Linked DNA regions of Zea mays: regions 1 and 3 are each linked to region 2. Evidence: chromatin contacts called from public Hi-C data. All regions are on one chromosome and are shown on one strand. Each heading gives the region's core, a stretch centred on a gene start, on an enhancer-like site or on the middle of the called end of the contact. The rest is flanking DNA. Distances are from core to core; before and after follow the strand shown. Region 1 holds the start of LOC103649967 (NAC domain-containing protein 74). Region 2 holds the start of LOC542533 (calmodulin 2). Region 3 holds the start of LOC103649968.

The links. Hi-C and Micro-C count contacts between places; a contact is called where the count stands out from the background.
Region 1: a Hi-C map of leaf shows a contact between it and region 2, with 10 times the contacts expected there. The contact joins the promoter of LOC103649967 here to the promoter of LOC542533 in region 2. A contact is called at or near these places in 3 of 25 Hi-C or Micro-C datasets (ear, leaf and tassel).
Region 3: a Hi-C map of tassel shows a contact between it and region 2, with 7 times the contacts expected there. The contact joins the promoter of LOC103649968 here to the promoter of LOC542533 in region 2. A contact is called at or near these places in 4 of 25 Hi-C or Micro-C datasets (ear, leaf and tassel).

What each region holds. Positions count from the first base shown.
Region 1 is chr3:38,271,199-38,274,925 of Zm-B73-REFERENCE-NAM-5.0, forward strand. It overlaps LOC103649967 (NAC domain-containing protein 74), which reads right to left and starts at 2,074. Exons shown (of 5, transcript XM_035966187.1): 1 at 1,587-2,074; 2 at 519-694; 3 at 1-148. The coding sequence starts at 684.
Region 2 is chr3:38,647,794-38,651,162 of Zm-B73-REFERENCE-NAM-5.0, forward strand. It overlaps LOC542533 (calmodulin 2), which reads left to right and starts at 1,434. Exons shown (of 2, transcript NM_001112077.2): 1 at 1,434-1,693. The coding sequence starts at 1,618.
Region 3 is chr3:38,390,744-38,394,314 of Zm-B73-REFERENCE-NAM-5.0, forward strand. LOC103649968 reads right to left here and starts at 1,976. Exons shown (of 12, transcript XM_008675662.3): 1 at 985-1,976; 2 at 107-888. The coding sequence starts at 1,764.

The DNA of each region.
Region 1 (3,727 bases), core at 824-3,323, 380 kb before region 2:
TTGTTCAGCTTTATGGCTCGGTCCTTCCCAGTTGATTTCCAGTAACCAGCTAGTGTTGCTCTGTTTGACCTAGAGCCAGTAGGGTACTTCCTGTCACGAGAGGCAAAGAAATGCCACTTGTTGTCCTTGATTGGAAGATTGCACTTTGCTGCAAATACAATCAGAACTCAGAAGATCAGGAAACATGAGGATATGAGCCATGCAATAGGAGAGAACATTTGAATTGCATCCATAAGTGGTGTCCATAGCAGAAAACTTCATCCACAGAGCTAAAGAATATATACTAGATAACGAGGATACAGATTGACAGGGATCACTTTAATGTAAAACAAAAAAATCTGCATCAATTATAGACTTAATTGATAAATATTTTCCGTCTATCTGCCTATGATTCTCAAGAACTTCATAGGATTCAAATTGTTATCACATCTAGGCCCTATAGATAATAACTGAGGTACTTTTTTGGGGGAAGTTATCCATGAACCCAACTAAAAACTATGAAAGTATGATCAACCTACCAGGTAAATCCCATGGTTCATGCTTGTATATATCCACCTCTGGTATAAGATCATATTCAATTTTCTGACCAAGTATTTTCCTCTTGAGATAGTGAGAAACAAGTTCTATATCAGAAGGATGGAATCCAAATCCTGGTGGCAGGTGCATATCACGCAGTACTTCCATTTTACAATGTCTGCATTAACCACAAAACACAAACAAAAGCACAAGCATGATCAGAACCAGAACAATTCAAAAGTATGGATTCTCAAACGATAGATGTAAACAATCATGCCTAGAAATGCAGAAGATATATTGATCAGTCAAATGATCTATGATAAACAACCATGCCAGCAAAGGCAGAATATATTTTGAGCTCATTAACTCTTCCAGTAGAAGAAATTCTTTGAGGGCTTTACTCTCAAAACAAAGCAGAAATTTCTAAAGCGTTACAACAACAACAACAAAAAGGATTTGAGTTCTTGGAGCTATATGGCAAAGTAAAATTTTGCTAGTGGAACAAAATCCATCAAAGCATATACTAAAAAAAACAAAGGTAGTTCCACAATTCCAGTCCCACGAAACACAAAAGGACAAACTGCATCATTTTCAAACATGGAGGCATTTTTCAGCATATAGTGTAACAAAAACAAAATACTGAAGATAGACAACAAGAAAATTCTAAAGATAGACAAAAGAACCCAGATAAGCAGAACCTTCTGCAAATTCGGTCGAGGAGCTCAAAATCCGCCCACAAAAGCAGAACCCTCCTGCTCCTTCCCACTGCCAGAATGCAATCGAAGGCAAGAAAAGAAGACATTGGACACGATCGAGATACGCCAGAATCCCCGTTTCATGTGACATCTCAGGACCCGTGATTTCGCACAGAAGAAGAAGAATAATAACACCCAGCCTAGTGACCACGGCGTCAATCAGAGCCAAACCCCTTCTTCAGGACGTCATAGGAAATTCCCCGTTGACGAAAAAAAAAGCATCGACCTAGGATCGGCACCCGAAACCTTAACCGACCAAAGAAACGCAACGAATCCTAACTAAGCGAGTGCGCGATCAGCAGATATCACACCCACCCTAAGCGAATCCACCACCATCGTGGCCGCACCACCGCACACGCCGCGCAGTCGCACCCCGAGCGCCAGGGACGCGTAGAACAGATAAACGCCCAACAAAAACACCGCACACCGACCAGGGCACCAGCACCAGACGAACAGAAACGGCACGTCGAGGCCGACGACGGGATCGGCTCACCTCTCCGGAGCCCAGGTGCCCGCACGGCCGATCGCGCCCGACCGGCGCCCCGCGTAACCACCAGGACGGCGCCGCCGTGCGGGGAAGAGGAGCCTGGAGGGGGCACAGCGAAGAGCTCGAGGGCGGTGTTCGGCCCAGCGGACGAGTCAAGGCTGGGAGTGGCGGCACTGGGTGGGGGAAGCGTCAGAGGTAGGGTGGTGGGGAGCGAGTAGTAGGGGAGGGCGATTGGGCGAGATGGACGAAGCAGCCAGGAAGCTGTGGGTGCACTGCTTGTCTGCGTGGGGGCTGCGTGCGCCCGCGTCTTTAACTATACGCGCTGGCTACGCGGGGCTGGGTCGTTTCGTTTGCTTAGCGCGGGCGTCCTGAGTCCTGACCAAGTCGCCGAGTAGCTGGATGGATTGGACGGCAGGATGTGTGAGTGAGGTCGTGGTCGTTGGCCTGCGGCTCGTTGGATGCGATTCGGACGCATCCGGTTCCAAGTGCCGCTGCTGGCTCGCTGCCAGGTGGGGACGCCGCACTGGACTTGTCTTGTGGAGCAAGCCTTCCCTGTGTTCCTCCCTCGGCGCTCGTGCCGCCAGTGTTGTCTGAACTCGGCTCACCACTCGTACCGGTGGGAGATGGCCGGTTCAAACTGTTGAGAAACGCCAAAGAAGTCGCATGTCATAGAACCAGTGATTTCAAGTCGTCCGACTAATCGTGATTAGTCGGGCTAGTCGGTATTTTGTGCACGATTTGGCGGACGACTCGACTAGACAGCCTAGTCGTTCTGGTCGTCCGACTAATCGTCGACTAGATCGACTAGTCGTCCGATTTGTGTGATCTGGTCGTCCTGGCTAGGGTTCAGTTATTGGGTCTTTTTTAGCCCATCTATAGTGACTACAAGTCTCCTTTCCTCTCCTATTCTACCCTAGCCGCCAAACACTGGCTCCCTGGCCTGGCCAACGTCTCCTCTCTTGCGCCCCCTGCCTCTCCCTTCTCTTGCACTGCGCCACTGCCCCTGCGTCCCTGCCCCTCCTCCTAGACACCGGCGGGCGGCGGCACAGCCGGCGGGCAGCGGCACAGCAGCCTGCGTCCCTGCCCCTCCTGGAGTCCTGCAGCGGCTGTGGCTACAAACCAGTGGCGAGATGAGCACATCATCTGAAGGTTTCTCCTGCTCCCTCCACTTTTCTTCCTTCTTTGTACTGCATGTAGTGGATGGTTGCTGACTTGCTGTTGTCCCTCCTGCTCCCCCAATTCAACCAATGCTGTGTTGCTGGCCTGCTGCCCTATACAGAATTTGTTGCTGGCCGTGCACAAGTGGAAGTTATTATGAATAATGTAGAATCATCAGCCGCATCAGGTGGTGCTCCTGGTTCAGCAGCTTCTGCTACTTTAGACTCTGCTGCTTTTGTTGAAAAGGCTATAGCAGCACTTCCACCAGAGCTTGCATCCCAAGCTGTTGACGTGAAGAGGAAAGCCAAATCACAAGACCCAGGATGGAAATATGGTTGGTGGCCAGATTCTACAAAGAAGGACTTTGTGCAGTGCATTTTCTGTAGGAAGATCATCCCTTCTGGGATAAAAAGGTTCAAGCAACATCTCGCTGGAGGTTTTGGTGATACAATGAAGTGTGGTAGTGTGCCTGAATTGGTTTCAAAAGAGATGCTTGCTTACCTAAGGAAGAATGCAAGGTCTTTGGTTGTGAATGTGGATGAAGATGGTGGAGAAGATGAAAGTGAAGGTAAAAAAAGAACAAGTTGCAGCTGAACCAAGTTCTGGGACTAAGGTTAAGCAAGCGAAGAAGAAGATAAATCAGTCAGCCATTAGTGCATTTGTTGTTTCAGCACCACCAAAACCACAAACTCAGAAGCACTCTAAGTCAGTGAGTTCTATGCTTTGCAAGACACCAGAAGAAGTGGTTGCTGAGAGGCATAGATCTAAAACATCTCAATCTACACTTGAGCACTGCACCAAAAAAGATAAG
Region 2 (3,369 bases), core at 184-2,683:
TGTGATTGATCTTTTGTGGTATTGTGTTTTGTTGAGACTCCTTTCTAGCCACTTGGCAATCATTGTGCTAACACTTAACAAGTTTTTGTGGCTATAAGTTTAAGTTTTTACAGGATCACCTATTCACCCCCCCTCTAGGTGCTCTCAAAAAGGGGAACCGACTTAAAGATGAAAAGCCAAATTAGACCTTAGAGAATTACTATAGAGTTATTGATAAAAGCAAAGGGCATTAATGTAATTTTACATGGGCTGCGTCCCGTGCCTATAAATAGATGAACAGTACTCCCGTACTGTTCACGCTGACTTGGCATTGACATCTCGTTTGTACTCTTACTTTCCTTCAAGCCGAAGGTACATTTGTAATTTGTTATTGTTTATATAAGTAAAATAAATAGAAATAAATTAATAATGATATTCATAGTAATCATGTTATTTTCCGTATTTTATGCATGTCTTTTCTTATCTTTTATTATGATTACGAAGGTATGACTTTCATAACCTTCGTCCGAAGTCCATTATATTCAAGGGGGAATAATGCTTCGAAGAACGAATGGCTTTAATATTTAATATTTTATGTTGTCTTGTTCTTAATTCATAGCATTTGAGAATAAGTCCCCAACACTATTCTTTTTATATAGACTCAATCTAACGCATTACAACGTTTTGTGCTATCTGGATCGGTCTGACACATCTGAGACTTAAATGTACACATATACCCTCATCAACAATTTGGGTCATGCTTTAATGGGATGTGCCTTAACAAGTCGTGTCATGCCGAGACGACTTAAATGTACACATATACCCTCATCAAGGATAAAGATATTGTGGACAACGTTTAGCTCTAGTTGAAACTTGGATGTTTGGTTGTCCAGATAAGTTTAGTTCGTGTCACATCAAATATTTGAATATCAATTATAAATATTAAATATAGACTTAGTTAATTTTAATAAATCCATTCCTTATTTTAGTCTTCATATATGTAATTATTATTTTAATAATTAGACCGTATTTAATATATGTAATTATTATTAAACAATTAATATGACAGGAACTAAATTTTAGTCGGGTGAACCAAACCCCATGACGAGCATGGATTTAGATAATTATTCGGATGTTAATTTTTTTAATTGTGAAAAAATAACATAAAATTTGATATATATAAATTTATATTCTTGTTTTAGCATTGAACCTATTAATATTCACAAAAGTAAACTTTAAATATGTTCTATATTTTTAAAAATTGATATAAAATTTAGATACTGGTACGAAAATATGTTTTTTATAAATAAAATTTTATTCTTTGTATTTTATAATATTATCAATAACGTGACTAAAATTAATCATAATTTCTGTATATATTTATGTATATATTTATGTTAAAATGTTAGATTTATCTGTATAAATCGGATGGAACCGGTGTGGAAGGTGGGACACACGAGTACACGACCACGAGAGACTGGTCGGTCTGCGACTGTCTCTGACCGCTGACCGCACTGTCCTCTGCTTCTGTCTTTCTCTCTCTCCCCTGTCCCCCTTCCAGATTTCCTCCATTCGCGGTTTGCCTCTCTGCCTTCCTGCCTGCTTCCCTCCCTCCGTCAGATCCCCGCTCGGGTTGCCATGGCGGACCAGCTCACCGACGAACAGATCGCCGAGTTCAAGGAGGCCTTCAGCCTCTTCGACAAGGACGGCGACGGTATTCGCCACGCCCCCGCTCTCTCTCTCCCTGTGTCCCGACGTGCGCGGCTTGATGTGGTATAGTAGATTCGCGTCACGGAAGCGACGGGGGATCTCACATGACCACTGGTGTGTCAGTGGCAACTCGCATCAAGCGGATCGCGGGGTAGGTTTTTTTTTGGTCTCGGAGTATCTCGACATGCAGATGCAGATCTCACGCCCTCTTTATCTCCCGCGGGTTATATCACGTTACGACTAGTGCTTGCAATTTCTGAGTCGGATCCCCAACGGGGAGACAAATTGCTTTTGACCCCGGAGCCGCGTGGAGGTGACATATGTGTGATCTTGTGGAAATTTGGACGCAGATCGACCGGATGGCCGGGTGGGTGTAGTACCCGACGATTGGAGGTTCTGTAGAATCCCAGCCAAGGAATCATTCCACATCATGAGAGTTCCCTCATTATGGTAAACCGGCATAGGGATACTAGGAAACATTGAATCATGTGAGGAGGTGGTAGAAAGCATTCGATCGTGTGAGGAGGTGGAACCAGTGCGGGTAGCATGGACATGGTGGCGGCGGATGCTGCTGTCTGCAGCTTGGATGTAGCGCAGGGCGCACTGTTTTGTGATCCTAATTGTGGGAAGTTATGAGAACATGTGGAGTCACTAGTTAGTCGGCAGGAATAGCTTGAAGGTGGTGAACTCTGCAACATGGTGCAATCATATGGCACCATGGGGGTTGTAGGGGCATGATGAGTCACTTGCCAGTGGGCATGTGCATGGCAGGGAAGATGATGTGTGGTGTGTCATCGGCGCAAGGCATATAGAATGAATTAGCAGGTATTGGAGCTAGCCACTGGGTTTCGGTTACATCACGTCGCATTATGATGTAAAGGTGTTAGCACCTTTGATGTTTTGTGGGTAAAAGGTGCAAGTTCCATTAGGCTATGACCAGCAGATCGTGCATATGACCGTGCAAAATACTGTTTTGTACGTAGACTATACTGTTTATAGAGTGAAGTTTGAAATAGTGGATGGGGATGAGTAAGATGCTGGAGATAGCCTTACGAGTTTATGGTTCATCCCCTCACAATTTGTTGTACCGTGATTGTGTGCTCAAAGCGAATTGTTCATTTTACTGTTGGACTAATTGGCAAAAAAAACTTAGAACTATTGCTTTGTGCTAAAGAACTGATGGTTGCAAGATTTGCTAAAGTTAGCAAATTTTGCCATCCACCATTTGCATGTTGTAAGCAAACAACACCATAGGCTTTTGTTCCCCGTCATGCTAATTGATGGGCATGGCTGTAGGAGTAAATGACATCTATATGGATTTATTGCAGAAGTAATACTCCCTCTATTCCAAAAAGAATGCAACTATGGTTGTGTGCCAGTTAAAGATTAAGTTTTTAGTTAATAGTATTTAATTTATAGCTCCAAATTACTTTATTATGAAAATGTGTTTTATAATTAATCTAGTTGTATTTATTTGATATCATAAACACTGATACTTTTTTTAAATATAACTGGTCAAACTTAAGATATTAAAAACATGACATTGTGTTACAGTTGCATTCTTTCTGGGATGGAGGGAGTATCGTCTAATGCTTATTGATTTTAAATTGTGAAGATATTGAGTGGACTGATGAAAATAGTAAGATCAATATTGCATCAAAGAAGTATAGCTTACATCTA
Region 3 (3,571 bases), core at 726-3,225, 260 kb before region 2:
AAGGTGTTCTGCCACTACTTGAATAATTTGAGTGGTTCAACCCTTGCAGAAGTGCATCCTAGCTAAATAAGTTGAAGGGTGACACAAGAGTAGGTCATGCAGGTACCTTAATCGCCATGTTTCACAATTGTCATGGTCTCCAAAGTTTTCTGATGTTGAGCATCTGGCTCCTCTGCTGATTGCAACCCTGTTAGGTTCTATTTTGTTGTATTCAGTCCACTTGGCAGCTAAATCCACACATTGCTGACTTCCTGAGACTTCTGAGCATGCGAGTCCAATGGCGGATGAAGGGAGACTTTGAATAGAGCTAGCATGATTACCCATTCCTCCACTTTTTTTCTTGTTATGTCGTCTTTGCGGGTGCAACATGCTTTGATGGAAAGTTGATGCAGAAAATATGAAATCGGATTGACCAGAATGTTCCGTATTTGCTGCAGACGTAAACTCTGCTTCAGCATGCCCACTTTCTGTTGTTTGCAAAGAGCTACTGGCTTCTTTCAAATTTAACTTTTCTTCAGGAGACACTTTTTTAGAACAATGCCCGCTTCTTGAGACTGATTCAAAAGAAGCTTGGTTTGCTGAGGACTTATTTGGCATAAAAGCTCCTCTGTTCATGCCCATACCCTTAACCCCTCCTTTGTTCCTATATGGTACATTTTGGTCGTCAAAGGTGAAAGATTTCTCATCAAATGGCTGACATTCAACAAGTTCTGAGGCTGGTACTACTTCAATATTGCAAGGCACCTTTATGGAAGAAACCGTCACGATCCCATCTTCAGATCCAAAGCTAGAGGTTATAGTATCCGGTGTTTCCACCGTGGTAGAAATTTCACAAGGTTCCGAACCTGGAAGATCATTGTCACTTGAACCAAACACATGCTTTGCATCCTGCAAAATGAACTTGATGCAATTTCCATCTTTAGAAACTGAAGTATTTAGCTGTTCAGAGTTACATGTTACAGTTTCTTTATCAGCTGAATGTACCTTACTGGTATTAGTTTGAGTTGCATTGGTAGCGAAGCTATTGGACCCAGCATGTCCACCAAAAACAAAGAAATCATGGTGGGCATTAGCATCATGTCCAGAATTTCTACTTTGATCCACAGAATCTTGAATGGGCAAGCTGTCCCCTCTCTTTGCAAATTCAATGGGAGCATTCTCATCAGTGCGGGTTGGTGAAGCTAATGATCGCATCCCCACACTCTCGCATTGTATGGTTTGAGACGGGACTCCACGTTCTTCATCGAGGTGCTCAGTCTGATGGTGAATAGAATCCAGAGAGAAGCCCTCATACAAAGTGGAACTGCATCCACGGGCCCCAAAGCGACCACCGGAGTCTGTCACTGGAAGCGTACCTTCTCCTCCGGGAGCGTCAATGTCGCTTGGCCTGCCAGAACCGTCCAACGCGAACCTGTGAACTGCGTACGAAAGTTCAGCCAACGATGCCTCACCGGATCCAGACGAGAAGCTCCTCCTCATCTCCGGCGCACCGGCCACGCCGCTCCCGAACACAAAGTTGGCGTCGCGAGAGGCGCTCCAGGAGGCCACGGAAGGATAACGCTCCTGCTGGGAAAAGGCGGAGGCCGAAGGACGGCGCGGGAGATCGATCCCGGAGCGCCAGCTCCCGGCGGTGGGGTGGTCCGACCGGAAGGGCGCGGCATGGCGCCGCGTCCTCGCGGCGCGGGGCCTGGGGCTTGAGGCAGCCGGGATGGTGGGGAACGGGGCAGAGGCGGAGATAGAGAGCTGATCGGGCGCGGGATCCATCGGTGGCAAGGCGCGGACGTGCAGCTCTGGGTGGAGGAGGAAGAATTACAGCGGCGGCACGCCGGGGGAGCGGGCGGCGTTCTCCGGCTGGGCTGACCGGTGGGTCATTGTAGGAACAGAGAGAGAAGCGGTGGGTGGGGCCGTCGGGGTGGGGAGAATTGATCTGATCCCATGCGGTTGGGTTTGAATATCTGGAGAGGCCAGCAAAAGGCAGAAAAGAACGATCGTGCTGGCACGGACTATTATGGTCACCAACACGCTAATCGCTGTCATGGGATCCCACTTCCGTCAGCAATTTACAATCTAATCATCTAACCACGGATAAGGTCCATTTTTTCCACTTGCTAAAGTTTAGACCCTATTTGGAAACGAAATTTTCTCGTATCACAATATTTCAATGACATGGTATACAATATATTGTGACACGATACTATAATTTTAGTAAAATCAAAATATTTCTTCATATATAGCATTATTCGGTACCACACTTTTTGGCTTATATAAATAAGCAAGATACAGCTTATGAAAGGCTGCACTTCAAATAAGTTTGTTGTGATCGGCAAAACAATCAAAAGTAGTTCCAGCGAACACTTTTTTCAGAGATACACTCGAAATTCCATTTCATAACTGAATTCTTTTGTAATAAAACTCGTATGAAATCGGAGTTCGCTGTTCTAACCTCTAGTTCATGTCACACATCACAGCTACATTATTCTGTCTACTTTCTTAGTATTGTGTGGCTCAAGTAGCACCTTCAATTCAATCGGTACGTTTTTTCTGTCTTAGAGGGAGTTGGAAGTTTGATAAATTTATTTGTTGGGGACTTGTGCTCAAATGCTAAGAGTTAAGAACAAGGCAACACAAAAAATGTTAAACGTTAAAGTCCTTCGTCCTTCGAAGCATTATTCCACTTGGAATGTAATGATTTTCGGACGAAGGTTATGAAGGACATACCTTCGTAAACATTACATATCATAATGAAGAAGGAATTACATAAAATATAAAAGATAACATAAACAATTATGTATTATCATCAGCTCATTTCTATTTTATTGCTATGAAAAATAGAAATATATCGAGTTACAAATATACCTTTGACTTGAAAGAAGGTAAAAGTACAAACGTGACGCAAAAGTAAATGCAAGTCAGCGTGAACAGTACAGGGTTACTGTTCATCTATTTATAGGCACAGGACACAACTCATGTAAAATTACACCTATGCCCTTTACATCTGCTAATAACTCTATAATAATTCATCGAGGTCTAAATAGTCTTTTCATCTTTAAGTCAGTTTCCCTTTCCGCTATCGTGTCGAAGCTCTTCTACACACAGCTTTGGCTCCGCGCCATCCTTCGTACCCCTTCTGTGCTTCTTCACGTTGTGGTTTTAACTCAGGTCCGAAGATATCTGTTCACACATTGTACTCCAGAAATATTGTTAAATCATGTTTTTGAGGACCTTCGGAAGCCGAAGGCCCCCAACAGTAGCCCCTCGCAATATTAATTTGTTAGAATGATAAATTCAGATTGTGATATGGACGAAGGCTCCGAGCCGAAGGTCCGAAAAAACACCTTCCCTTTGCTAGAATAGCCACAGCCACTGACAAGCGGGACCCTTCAGTTTTCGACGTACTCGGCATATAAATAAGAGCACATCGCGGATTCATTTGACACACTCCCTTGCCATCTGTTTTTGCTTGCCTAATTTTTAGCCCTTGCGCACCAACACTTTCTTGGCTTTGAGTTTTTAAGCTTCATATTCGAGAGCAGTTTTTCATCACCTCCGAAGATGTCTCAAGATAAAAAAG